Regions from separate parts of the Mus musculus genome. Here region 1 is linked to region 2. The links are chromatin contacts, called in public HiChIP or PLAC-seq maps. All regions are on one chromosome and are shown on one strand. The core of a region is the stretch at or near the end of the contact, and the rest is flanking DNA. Distances in the headings are between cores, read along the strand shown. Region 1 has its middle 24 kb from the start of Gm33897. Region 2 overlaps Gm33377 (a long non-coding RNA gene).

Evidence for each region. HiChIP or PLAC-seq counts read pairs in DNA pulled down with a chosen protein or histone mark.
Region 1: a FOXA1 HiChIP or PLAC-seq map of pancreatic cancer cells shows a contact between it and region 2. The contact joins two enhancer-like sites.

What each region holds. Positions count from the first base shown.
Region 1 is chr10:96,688,634-96,694,958 of GRCm38.p6, forward strand. No RefSeq gene overlaps it. Among named protein-coding and RNA genes, the nearest start is that of Gm33897, 24 kb to the right of the region's middle. Within about 2 kb of position 2,863, at least 137 of the 459 cell types and tissues checked have an H3K27ac peak or open chromatin away from gene starts, as enhancers often do. A contact at or near this core is called in pancreatic cancer cells, where this site is marked.
Region 2 is chr10:95,882,082-95,888,167 of GRCm38.p6, forward strand. The region is part of intron 3 of Gm33377 (a long non-coding RNA gene); the gene reads left to right. Among named protein-coding and RNA genes, the nearest start is that of Gm24433, 13 kb to the right of the region's middle. Within about 2 kb of position 2,235, at least 33 of the 459 cell types and tissues checked have an H3K27ac peak or open chromatin away from gene starts, as enhancers often do. A contact at or near this core is called in pancreatic cancer cells, where this site is marked.

The DNA.
Region 1 (6,325 bases), core at 1,613-4,112, 810 kb after region 2:
TCAAAATACATATGTATGAAAAACCAAGTGGATAACTGACACGTTTAACGATTGTCATGTCTTCTTAAGATTTGTCTTCCAGATGCAGACAGCAAAGAAAACCAAACATGATGGCCAAAGAAGTGAGCAAGATTTCTGTTTTCATTTGAATGTGTCAAGTGATGTTCTCTGAAGCTGTAGGGAAGTCACCTAGACTGCCCTTTGGTTGAAAATGGGAATGTGACTATGCTTCTTGGTAGGCTGTCTTGAGGAGATGTGCTTTCTTAGAATATTCTAGAAGGATCATTTTTTGAATGTGCCATGCCTATACTGAGAGCTCAGTAAATAGGTGATATTTTTATTAATACCAAGGTCATGATTTGAGCTGGCTTTGGACTATATGTGTGTGTGTGTGTGTCTGTGTGTAATTTTGCAGAAATACATATATGTTTATGTTACTTGGAGAAGTGGGTCTTTAACTCTTTGCTTGGCTTCCCCCCCACCTTTCCCCTTTTCGTTTGCTCAGCTCCCCCACTCTTGAGGTGTGTAGGTCTAGTTGGCAACCTTAAATGGACTTCTGTATTTCCCCCCGTGCTTATATTATAATCACAGTTGTACATCCACACACAGAGATGGGGGAAGGTTGTTACTGGTTATTTTATGAGTAACATACATTTTCCATGTCTCTCTTTTTCATCACTCAAAAGTGAGCATAACAGAAACCCCTCAAAATCAGCCCTTTATCTCAGCTGAGCCCAGCTCTGATTATACACTGTGAGGATGAAGTATAACCCGCTCCCACATTTACCATGAATTGACATTGCCTCGCCTCTTCTCTCTCTCTCTCTCTCTCTCTCTCTCTCTCCCCTCTCATTAAATAAATGTCTCACATTAGTGTCCTTTTATAAATGCCTTCCATGCCACTGATTTGTGAGAGTTGCCAGGGAGAGGAATTACAGATTGGAAAACACCATGCAATCTCTAATTTTTTTTTCATGTATACTGCTAAATGGCTTTCTAAAATAATTTTGGCAGTTAAATTTTTCTTAGTTATGCCTGAGCATCCATTTTTTTTATTTGTATACAATTGTATACAGTACAGGCTAAGAAGCATGTGAAAGCTGAGTTCTTTCTGAATGTGTAGTTTTCTATGTCTTCCCACACACATCTGTTTATCTCCAATATGATGCTTATACCTCCACATGTACGTGTGTGTGTGTAGATAATAATTGTGAATATATGTAGCTCTTTTTTTAGATGTACTTCATTTACATCTGCTGGTTCCAGGCCTCTGTTAACCATTTGATCCTGCTGCCAAAGGAGCCAAAAGGTTGTGGATAAGAAGAGAGCTGTGTTCTAGAATAGATTTCAAGTTAACCATTGATCTCCAAACCACCCTTCTAAACATTTTGACCGTGTACAAAGACCAGACACATTTTCCTCAAAGCAAAGCCGTATATTTTCCAGTGGTGATATCTCCTACTGCTCAGCACTCGAGGCCTATAGATAAATTTGTTTGCCTTATTACACTCTAAAGATTCCACATGTCTCCACATGCACCCTGACCGTGTACTCTTTCTATAATAAGTAGCTAGAGAAGGCAGCAGCGAGCCACACTGTTTACCAGAGAAGATAAGCAAGAACAAAAAACAGAGACTTACTCAGGGATCGTTGCTATTCACCCTGGCTGGTTTTCTGTTTTGTTTTGGTTTTTGTTTGTTTGTTTTTGTTTTTTGTTTTATTAACCAGAATGCTGTTATAGTCTCTGGCGGTTCAGAATGGAACCATTTAATAGTTTAATGTGAGATGTAATGTTTGGCAAAGATCCTTCCTTATCCTGGTGCATGTGTCATGTGTTCATGACTAAAGAGTATTGCTGTTTTATGGGTTTTCCCTTCTGTGATCTTTTCAGAGTCTAAGGGAGAGCTGTCTCCCTAGCCCCTCATTCCCCTATAAATCTGGACCCGAGGCAGGGCCAGAAAGTTTTAAGGAATTGATTTTCAGGTGTAGACTTCCTAGCAGGAGACAAGTTTCTTGCTCCAAGGTCAAGCGTGTTCTTTGGCGGCAGCAGGAATGGAGAAGAGGCTGTTTGTGGTGGAAGTTTACTGTATGAAGTAGACTGCCTTTCTCTTTCGTTTTGTATTTAAGAAAATGGACTTGCTTTTCCTTGCCATCAGAATGTCTCAGAATGGCAGAGGGTGCCACAGCAGCCTATGTTAGAAACCTCTACTTGAAACTTCCTGCTAGATGCTCTCTCCACCCACCTTGAAACTACCAGTTGATTTAAGGGAAGGCAAGATTCTGTAAATGCCTGGACTCTATTTTATGTCTTACTTCTGTGTTCCCATGAACTTTGTTTCAATGGCCTTGCCAGGAGGACTTTCCAGGGGTGGGGCTTTGTACTTGAGTCCTTGTGACAAGTCATTTATGCCCTGCATGTTTTGAAGGAGGAGGTGATGGCAGACAGGGACTTTTTTGCTTCAATAAGGGAGTGTGTCTAAATGCCTTTTTTTTTTTTCCTGCACACACAGCTGGTAGTTCCCCGCTGACTGCTGTTTGTTTTGAAGTCACATGGTAAAGGGAGTTTCTGCCAATGTTTACTCATTACACATTCAAATATGACACCCTGACACCCATTCACTGAGCAAGGCAGCGTTGCTATCCATGTCTCCTGCCAGAAACAGAAAGTTTATTTCCAGAATAAAAGTTGCTTTCTTTGCATATGCAGAAGGCTTATAATTCATCGGGCATAATTTGAAATGGCTCCTTTTTAGAATAGTGAAGTTATTTAATGATTTCATGCTTGCATTATTTAAGATGACCACTTGTCTGATCACACAAGAAATATTGCTTAATCAGTGCAAGGTACAAGGAAAGAAATCTCAAGCCCAGTTATACATTATCACAGTGATGTAATTAAAAGCTTTGCCTCCTCAGTGGGTTCCTCCCTGTGGAAGGACAACTCGCCTTGGCTTATTTTATGTGGACAAGGCTGTGCAACTGGCTTTGAGCGATGAGCTGAGAGAGAAAGCCACCATCTATCAGATGGCATAGGGGCAGAGAGGTGGGGTGGGCTTGACTTGGCAGTGTTCCTGATGCAGCTTGAAGACTGCTGGGGCAGGGGGTTCCGAAGTAAATTTCACGAAGTGGGGTGCAGCCACCATGGATACTGTCCTTATCTTTCTTTTCAATTAAGTTTATAGGTTAGCATATAATGTAATGGATTTCATTACAGCGTTTTTTACATCTATGCCACTAGACCTTGCTCTCAAAAATTCTCCTCCCTCACTGCTGGAATTGGAATTCGACCTTTCTTATTGGGAGCCTTGAGATCTGAAGATCGTTTGTTCCCCTAAGAAAACATTTGCTCATCTTGACTAATCAGAGTGTACACTGCAGAGACAAGAAAGCCAGGCTCAAATGGTGATTCTGTCAATCATCAGTGACATGAACTTGGTCATTGGATTTTCTCCTTCCTTCCTTCCTTCCTTCCTTCCTTCCTTCCTTCCTTCCTTCCTTCCTTCCTACCCTCCCTCCCTCCCTCCCTCCCTCCCTCCCTCCCTCCCTCCCTCCCTTCCTTCCTTCCTTCCTTCCTTCGAGATAGGGTCTTGTTACAAAGCCATACAGTACCTGCTGACTTGTACTCTCTGTCAGCTCTAGCTGGCCTCCTACTTGGAGCCATCCTGTTGAGTGCTGAGACTTCAGGGGTGCGTACCTGCCCCATCCAGCTGTGGGCATTTCTAAAGCCCTATTGAACTTTACAACTTAAATTGATTTCCCCGTGATAGAATTATTATGGTTTAAATGTGTCCCCCACAGGTATTTGTGTTTAGACAATTGGTTACTAGCTGGTGGCTCCACTCTGGAAGGGCTTAGAACCTTTAGGGGGCTAACCTTACTAGAGGAAGCAGTAACTGGGAACAGGCCTTGAAGTTTGGTAGCTGGGGTCCACTGCTGGTTCAGAGCTTCCTCGTACTCTGGCCTACACGACTTTGTGGCTATGATGGACTCTATCTGTTCTTAAATGGAAGGCAAAATAAACCCTTTCATATAAGCTGATTCTTGTCAGACATATTAGGTCACAACAATAGATAAAGTATTTACCCACTTACCATCTGCTTCCAAATTGTGGAGATGAAGAAAGGCGTCACCTAACTGCCAGTGTACTGAAAAGGACCATGCCCCTATCTAACAGCAAGGCACTTTTGAAGACGAGGCTTTTTCTGTTAGTGTAGGCGGCGAACTTAACTTCCCTGGTCTCAGTTTCAGGAAGATCACCTGTTAGTTATTAGCTTTTTGGCTCCTGACAAACTTCTTTCCTACTTTCTAATGAGTCTTCTCAGGTGTGTCGTTGTCAAGTTTCCTAAGCAGCCAAGCACAGCTGACTGCATGCAGTGCTTGAGAGAGAAGGGCTGTGGAGCCCTTCTACACACAAGCACCCGGCTTTGAGATGGAGGTATGTGGACACTTTGCTGGTCATACCCACTAGCCCGATTATCTTCTTAGAGTCACGGGTGCCTCTTGTTGTAGCCAAATGGCTTTCAGAATCTGAGAGAATATTACAAAATTACTGAATATGCTGTTACTGATTTAACAAGCAAAATCAGGTACAAAATGAACATTTAGATTTAGAAGCAGATAAAACCAGTGCAAAGTAGATTTTCAGTAAATATGTTTGTGAACGAATGAAAAAGAAAATCAGTTGAAATCTTACCAATATTCCCATTATGTGATATTGTACTGACATTTAATGCTTTCAATCTCTGTTTCCTCATTTGTATCAAAACAAATAATCATCTTTTGTTTTTGTTTTTTTCCCCCCATGAAGTTTCTTTCTTCTTTTGTAGTGTTGGGGATTGAATCCAGGGCCTTGTGGATTCTTGGCAAGTGGATTATATCCCCAGCCCTCAAAAGATTTTCATTGCAGAATTAATGAAATGCTGAGTAGAGGGAATTGATGGAAATGTTTAATAAAGGTGAGCTAAATGTGACCCTTTACACCATCAGCTATGTCATGTCCTGGAGCAATTGGCCAGCATACAGAAAGAAAAAAAATGAGGGTTTCAGGCTGCCTGAATGTCAGCATTTATTTGGATAAGCCAACACTTCTTTGCCATAGAAGCAACTGCATCTGTGTGCGGGCAGGAAAACATGTAAATACAAAACTGACACACAAAAGGGGCTCTGTTTTGGAAAAGCTTTCCTACCTGAGGGAACTGTTAAGCCACCTCTGAAAGCCTGGCTTTCTAGTTGACTTTCCCATCTCTCCTCAATGGCCTTCATGTCTCTGAGCAATGCCTGCGTTTGCCTTTACAGTACGGTAGCAGCAACAGATGCTGGAAAGGCCCTTCTGCAGGTGTGTCTCTGCCCCCGACTTAGAACTTTATACGAGCAACAGGAAGGAGGGAGGGGGAATGTCTCAATGATCTGCATCAACAAAGGAGAGGCACAGCTCTGTTTGGCGAAATGCCTGCCATATACCTGACGCCTTTCTTGTTATTTATCATTGCATTTAATCCTCACAGACACCCTCCAAGATAAGTGGTTTTATAGATTTATTTTTGAGGTTGTGGCTTTAAAGCAAGACTATTAAGATACCAAAATGTGTAGGAATTTGCCCAAGGCCTTACAAGCCATAAGAGGCATGTGTATACACCGAATGCAGGTTTGTCTTATTTCAGAACCATGTTTGTTCCTCCCCTTGATATCGTGTCCCTGTTCCTTGACGATTCATGCACTCCATGTTGAGTTCAGCAAAGGTATCTGATAATGTGGTGTGCACTGACTGAAGACAGTCTACAGAGCAGGGGACCAGGTTCTCACACCAACAGTTATTTACTAACTATATGGTCTTGGGTAGGTTCCTCATGACCTCTGAGGCTTAACTGCTTGGTTATCATCTTAGTTGTTATTCTGTTGCTGTGATAAGACACCTCGGCCAAGGCTACTTATAAAAGAAAGCATGTAATTAGCCTTACACTTTCAGGGGGTCAGAGTCCATGTTGAGAGAGGAAAGGCATGGTGGCAGAAACAGCTGAGAGTTTACATCTCATACTGCAAGCAGCAGGAGTGAGGGATGGAAGGAGAGAGGGAAGAAGGGGATGAAAAGATAGAGAGAGTGGGGAGGGGTATTGGGAATGGAGGAAACTTTTGAAGCCTTAAAATCTGAACCCCATGAAAGTTCTAACAACTGGGCACCAATTATTCTAACCTACAAGCATAGAGGGGCCATTCTCATTCAAACCACCACATCAGCAACACAGAAAACCATCTCTTTCTGTTGACACCAATGTGAGAAATAGGAACGGTATTGTAGGGTAGCTGGTATAGAGGACTCATTCAGACT
Region 2 (6,086 bases), core at 985-3,484:
GCTAAACTGCTTTTGCTTTCCTAACCCCAAGGCGGTATGTCCATTGTTAGCTTCCGTTCGATTGTTTACGGAGGGGCTGAGGGTGTAAGAGGCTGAGAATATGTCTGTCCTAGTTCTGGGCTCTCCGTAGCTAGAATCCCTGTGATTTGCTTTCCCACAACTGTGCTGTTTGGGGGCATGCTCACAGATCAGCAACTGTGCGCTTTTGCCTCCTCTGCATTCAAAGCTCAATATCCACTGCAAGCAATTTCCCCAGCGGAGGGGGGTGGGGGGTGGGGGAGAAGCAATGAGCAGCTGGGTGGACGTTTTAGAGGTGATTTCATTTACCTTTATTTTAGACACAACTCTTCTTGGGCTATTTAAAATAAATAAAAATGTACGCTGTTTGAGTGGATCTTAATCGGCAACAGTCTTCAAAGATATTTCAGCCGTCTGAATGAGGGATGTGTCCCTCGCCCCATGAGGCAACCCATGCAATGCCTGTCTGAGAACCCCCACTCACTTTCTCTATGTGGGAAAGACCCAACGTTAAGAGTTTGCCCATCCTTCCCGTATATGTCTCAGCGATTAAATACGGATCTAAGCTTGCGGGTAGGAGAGTGTAGATTTGTTTGGAACGCTATTTTTCTGACACCAGAGCTGGAACTCAGGGCAAATGTTCTTCTACTACTGTGCTGTATCTCCAGCCTGGTTTTGGGGTTTTTTGACATAAAATGTGCGCGTGTGCGCGTGTGCGTGTGTGTGTGTTGGCTTCTGAAAAGGTTTCTACACTCCTAAGAGACTTAGCTATGTGTAGTAGTGCTCACTTTTGATCCTAGTACTCAGGAGGCAGAGGCAGGTGGATGTCTGTGAGTTCGAGGGCAGTTTGGTCTTTAGAATGTGTTCCAGGACAGCCAGGGCTGGAGGAAGACCAAGTCTTAAAACAAACAAACAAAGACTCACTAGAAAAAGCAGCACTTTTAACTTGGGCATGATTCTTAGACCCCCCCCCCCCCCCCAGGACATGGTTACCGTGGTAAAGACAGCAGAGCAAAAGTTAGGAAAAGAGATAAGTTTTTGATAATAAGATTGAGCTATGGAATAAAAATGCCCACCTGAGTCCACCACAGCACAGATTTCTTGTTGTGTTAGATCATAAACTTATCTTCTTTTGAATAGTTTGGTGAATAAATTGGTGGGGTTTTTTTAAATCTCTTTTTTTCCCTTAAAGACTGATATTGGACTCTCCATAACCAGGTAAAGCCATTCTGGGTAATGGATCAATACCTCATACACAAGCATATGGATAAAAGAAAAAAAATTGGGACCTATTTTGTAATCAGTAAAACCACCCATGTCAAGACACACATTTTATTCTGGAAAATCAGTGAATTTCTTGCTAGGGAAAGTAGTAGACATCAAATGTGGGGCTTTAGCAAACAGCTGATCAAATATCAGCTGAGCTGTGATAGTTTTAGTCAAGACTCAGAATGGTTGAGGAAGATGTAATGATGAAGAAAGACAAGAAACTGGGCGAGGAGAGAACTGGTTGACAAGCACAGCCTCTGAAAGGTCCTGCGGCAAAACCTCAGAAAGAAATTCCAAGTTGTCATTTGTGACAACTTGGATGGACCTGGAGAGGGTTTTACTACATAAAGGAAGCAAGGCACACAAAGACAGAATATGCGGGAATTAGCACAATCTGCATATATGTGGTTAAGAGTTTAAGGAGAGACAACAGTTAAACATGCAGAATAAGGCTTGTTCTTTGTCTTTATGTGTTCTTTGCAGAGTAAGGTTTTGAGAACACTATTGCACCCATTGTAATGGTTTATCTTGGTTGTCAACGCAGTAGGATCTGGGATCAATTGAAAGTCACAATTCTGGGTGGGTGTGAGGCTATTTCCTGGAAGGATACAGTGAGAGAGGAGGCATGCACCACCCCGCCCCCACCCAGCGGGCAACACCTTCTGTGGCAGGACAGATAGAAAGGAGAAGGGGGAAAGGATATCGCTTTTGCTTGGTGGCCTCTCTCCTCACTGGGGCTTCTATCTACTCCATCAAAGCCCAGCTCATCCAGTCTTCCAACATGGACAGAATCCTCCAGGCTTTCATCACCACATAGAGGGTTGCTGGAACCTCAGCTTCTTTGACTCAACAGCTATCAGTTGTTAGCCTCTTGGATCTATGCATGGCTGTTGTCTTGCTACCCAGTTCCTACAGTGTAAGCTGATCTAGTAAATCTCTGTGGTATGCACTCATTCCATCCATTCCGTTCCTCTAGAGAGCTCTGACTAATACACCTATAATCCCAGCACTTGTGGAAACAGGAAGGCTGGAATTTCAAGGCCAGCCTCGGTTATGTACGCAGCAAGTTTGACAAGGTTGTGGCCAGCATGAGACCCTGTCTCAAAAATCAATTAGTAAGCAAGTGGATAAATAAACACATTGTTAGGTAAATGTAAAAGTCAGATATTTTTCACTAGAAAGAAAAAGTACATATTAGAGCTGAAAACCATGATAATTGACCAAATTATTCTACATCATATTCACAATCATTTGTATGTACTGTATAAAAACATAGAATTTATTATTAACATTATTATTATTACCACAATCTGCATACAGAGAGGTAACTGGTGACTACAAGAGGCCAAGAGTTGAACAGGAAGACAATGTATGCAGAATAAGGCTTGTTCTTTTTTTTTTTTTTTTTTTTTACATGTTCAATAAAGAGTAAGGCTGGGAGAACAGTGGTATGCCTATAATTGTTATAGGCCTATATATATTACCTATACTACATATATTATGTATATGTACTATATATACTATATATTATATATGTATACATTATGTATATGTACTATATTATTATGTACTATATATTATACGTATATATTATGTATATGTACTATATTATTATGTACTATATATTATATATATTATATACTATGTATATTATGTATATCTATTATATACTATGTATATTTACTCTCTATATACATACATACATACATACATATATTATAATATGATATTATGACAGATCCCAATAGGTAGTGGGCCACAAAATAAAGAGTATAAAGGAGCATAGTTTAATAACAATGTTAGAACACACCATAAATATGGACAGTGTGGCTAAAATCAGGTGCAAATCATGAAAGGGCAGGGTCAGTCAGTTGACAGAAGACCCACCATGTTACAGGCTTCTAATGTAGTGGTTCTCAACCTTCCTAACACTGTGACCCTTTTAATACAGTTCCTCATGCTGTGGTGGCCACAACTATAAAGTTATTTTCATTGCTGCTTCCTAACTGTAATTTTGTCACTGTTATGAACCATAATGTAAATATTTGTGTTTCCTGAGAGTCACAGTCAACCCCAAAGGGGTCATGACCCCGTAGGTTGAGAACTGCTGTTCTAATGTTAATGTCTAATGCCCAGGGGGTCACAATGTACCCAGGGGCTACATTAAAGGACCTCAAGATTGAACACCCTTTAGTGTGCTCCAGCCATAAGATAACATGGATTAAAAAGAAAAACAATGTTTATGGACTGTCTTAGTCAGGGTTTCTATTCCTGCACAAACATCATGACCAAGAAGCAAGTTGGGGAGGAAATGGTTTATTCAGCTTACAATACCATAGTGCTGTTTATCACCAAGGAAGTCAGGACTGGAACTCAAGCAGGTCAGGAAGCAGGAGCTGATGCAGAGGCCATGGAGAGATGTTCTTTACTGGCTTGCTTCCCCTGGCTTGCTCAGCCTACTCTCTTATAGAACCCAAGACTGCCAGTCCAGAGATGGTCCCACCCACAAGGGGCCTTTCCCCTTTGATCACTAATTGAGAAAATGCCTTACAGCTGGATCTCATGGAGGCATTTCCTCAACTGAAGCTCCTTTCTCTGTGGTAACTCCAGCTGTGTCAAGTTGACACAAAACTAGCCAGTACATGGACAGAGTAATTTAGAGGGCCCCAGGGCAAGAACTTGGCTGTTATCTATTGCATGAGGGCCAGTGTTCTCTTGGAGGGGTCCTGACCCAACGCTGAATTCTAGAGTTGTATGTGGAGACCTTCCAATTCCTAGTATTGTTCCTGTATGAATATGAGGCCAAGTTCATAAATGGAGGTTAGGTGACCTCAGCTGCAAAGTAGGGATACAAAGTAGGGAATCAGGAAATACCTTCCCCAAACACTGTGGACTAATCAGCGGGGCAGTGTCAGCTCAATGGAAAGATTCTTAGTCATCTGTGTGAGGGCTTTCTCCATGACCCAGACTTATTCAAATATTTTTCACTGTGAGTTTGAATGAAAACAAAGATATGGTAACCGGATTTGCAAACGACAGACTTAAGGGAAGCAGATTTAATAATTACAAAAGTTGAATGTAGTTAAAGCCTGTGTGTGGTTATCATGTCCCTGCACAGATTCTTCTAACTTCATAATACAATACTTATGAAGACATAAAATCTTCACAGTCCACAATACCCTGTTCTGGAACTATATGCAAGGACAGGTCTATCATGAGAACCTTGGAGAAATTTCTATGAGTGACCAAGACATAGGAATTGAAGAGGAAAAGTGCTGTCCTTTTGTTCTGTGTAGGGAATTGTGGTGGTTTGAGTATGCCCAGTCCAGGGAGTGGCACTATTTGGAGGTGTGGCCTTGTTGGAGCAGGTGTCACTGTGGGAGTGGGCTTTAAAACTCTCATCCTAGCTACCTAGAAGTCAGTCTTCTGCTAGCAGCCTTCAGATGAAGATACAGAACTCTCAGCTCCTCCTGTACCATGCCTGCCTGGATACCAACATGCTCCCATCTTGATGATAACAGACTGAAACTCTGAACTTGCAAGCCAGCCCCAATTAAATGTTGTCCTTCATAAGACTTGCTTTGGCCATGGTGTCTGTTCACAGCAGTAAAACCCTAGCTAAGACAAAAGCAACCCTGCACTCCTGGGTTTGTGGTTCCTGTTTTCTACCACTGGATTACCTCTGGATTCAATTCCCACAAGAAACAGATGACACAGTAGACTTCTCTCCCTTCATCCCTGTCTTAGTGGGAATTGAACGAAGGATTTAGTAGTTACTACACACTAAGCAGGCAAAGGACACACTGAGCTATACCCTCAGTCTTCCTTTTGCTAAGCTTACTCTCTGTCCTTATACTCACTCTGTGGCCCACACCAACTTTGAATTTTTTACCCTCCTGCCCGAGCCTCCTGAGTATCTGGGATGACAGGCCTGCACCGCTGTGTTTGATGGCATCATTTTCAATAGATGAGGGTCACAGACCTCCGGGCTTTTTTTTTTTTTTTTTCCTGCTTTTGATTTAAGTTCTTCTTTTGTGCTGGCACCAGCTACCAGTGTCAACAGGGGTACCTCTTCCCCGTTCAATAGGATGTCTTTCAAAAGGCAAATGACAACAAATTTAGTCTAAACTGTCTTTTATTGGCGGTTCCAAGAATCAAGCAATACACAGTATAAAATAAAAGTATATTCTGATGGGCTGAATGGAGATGGGTTAGGGAAGAGGCTAGGGAGGGTGGAAAGAACAAATCTGGGCCTTGCAAATTTACTTTCCTTGTAAGGTTACAGGAGAGACTTCTTTGTGCTGGCCTTAACACTGGCTCTCAGGATCTGGCTGCTGTCTGTCTCTATCCTTGTTTCTCAGAAGGTCAGATAAAGGGCTTTGTTTGGGCTTGGTGGTGTGGGAGTTCTGTCCCAGTAGCCCCTCTTTGCTCCTATCGGTTGAACCTGGGCATGAGCTCAGTTCAGACAAGTGAGTGGCTCCTATAAATGTCACCTAGGTGCTGTAATATGTGACCACAGGATTTCCCTTTAGCTTGCTTAGGCTCTTTTTTTCTCTGAAAGTGCCCCACCCCATGTTTGTGTGCATGTGTGTTTGAGTTTGTGTGTGTGTGTGTGTGTGAGTATGTGTATGTGTAAGAGAGTGTGTGTGAGCGTCAATGTGTATATGTGTGTGAGTGTGATTGTATGTGTGTGAGTGTGTATATGAATATGTGTGTGAGTGTGTGTATATGTTTGAGTGTGTGCCAATGCACACATGTACACGCCCATGCATAACATCACGTGTGAGAGTTTGAGGGTA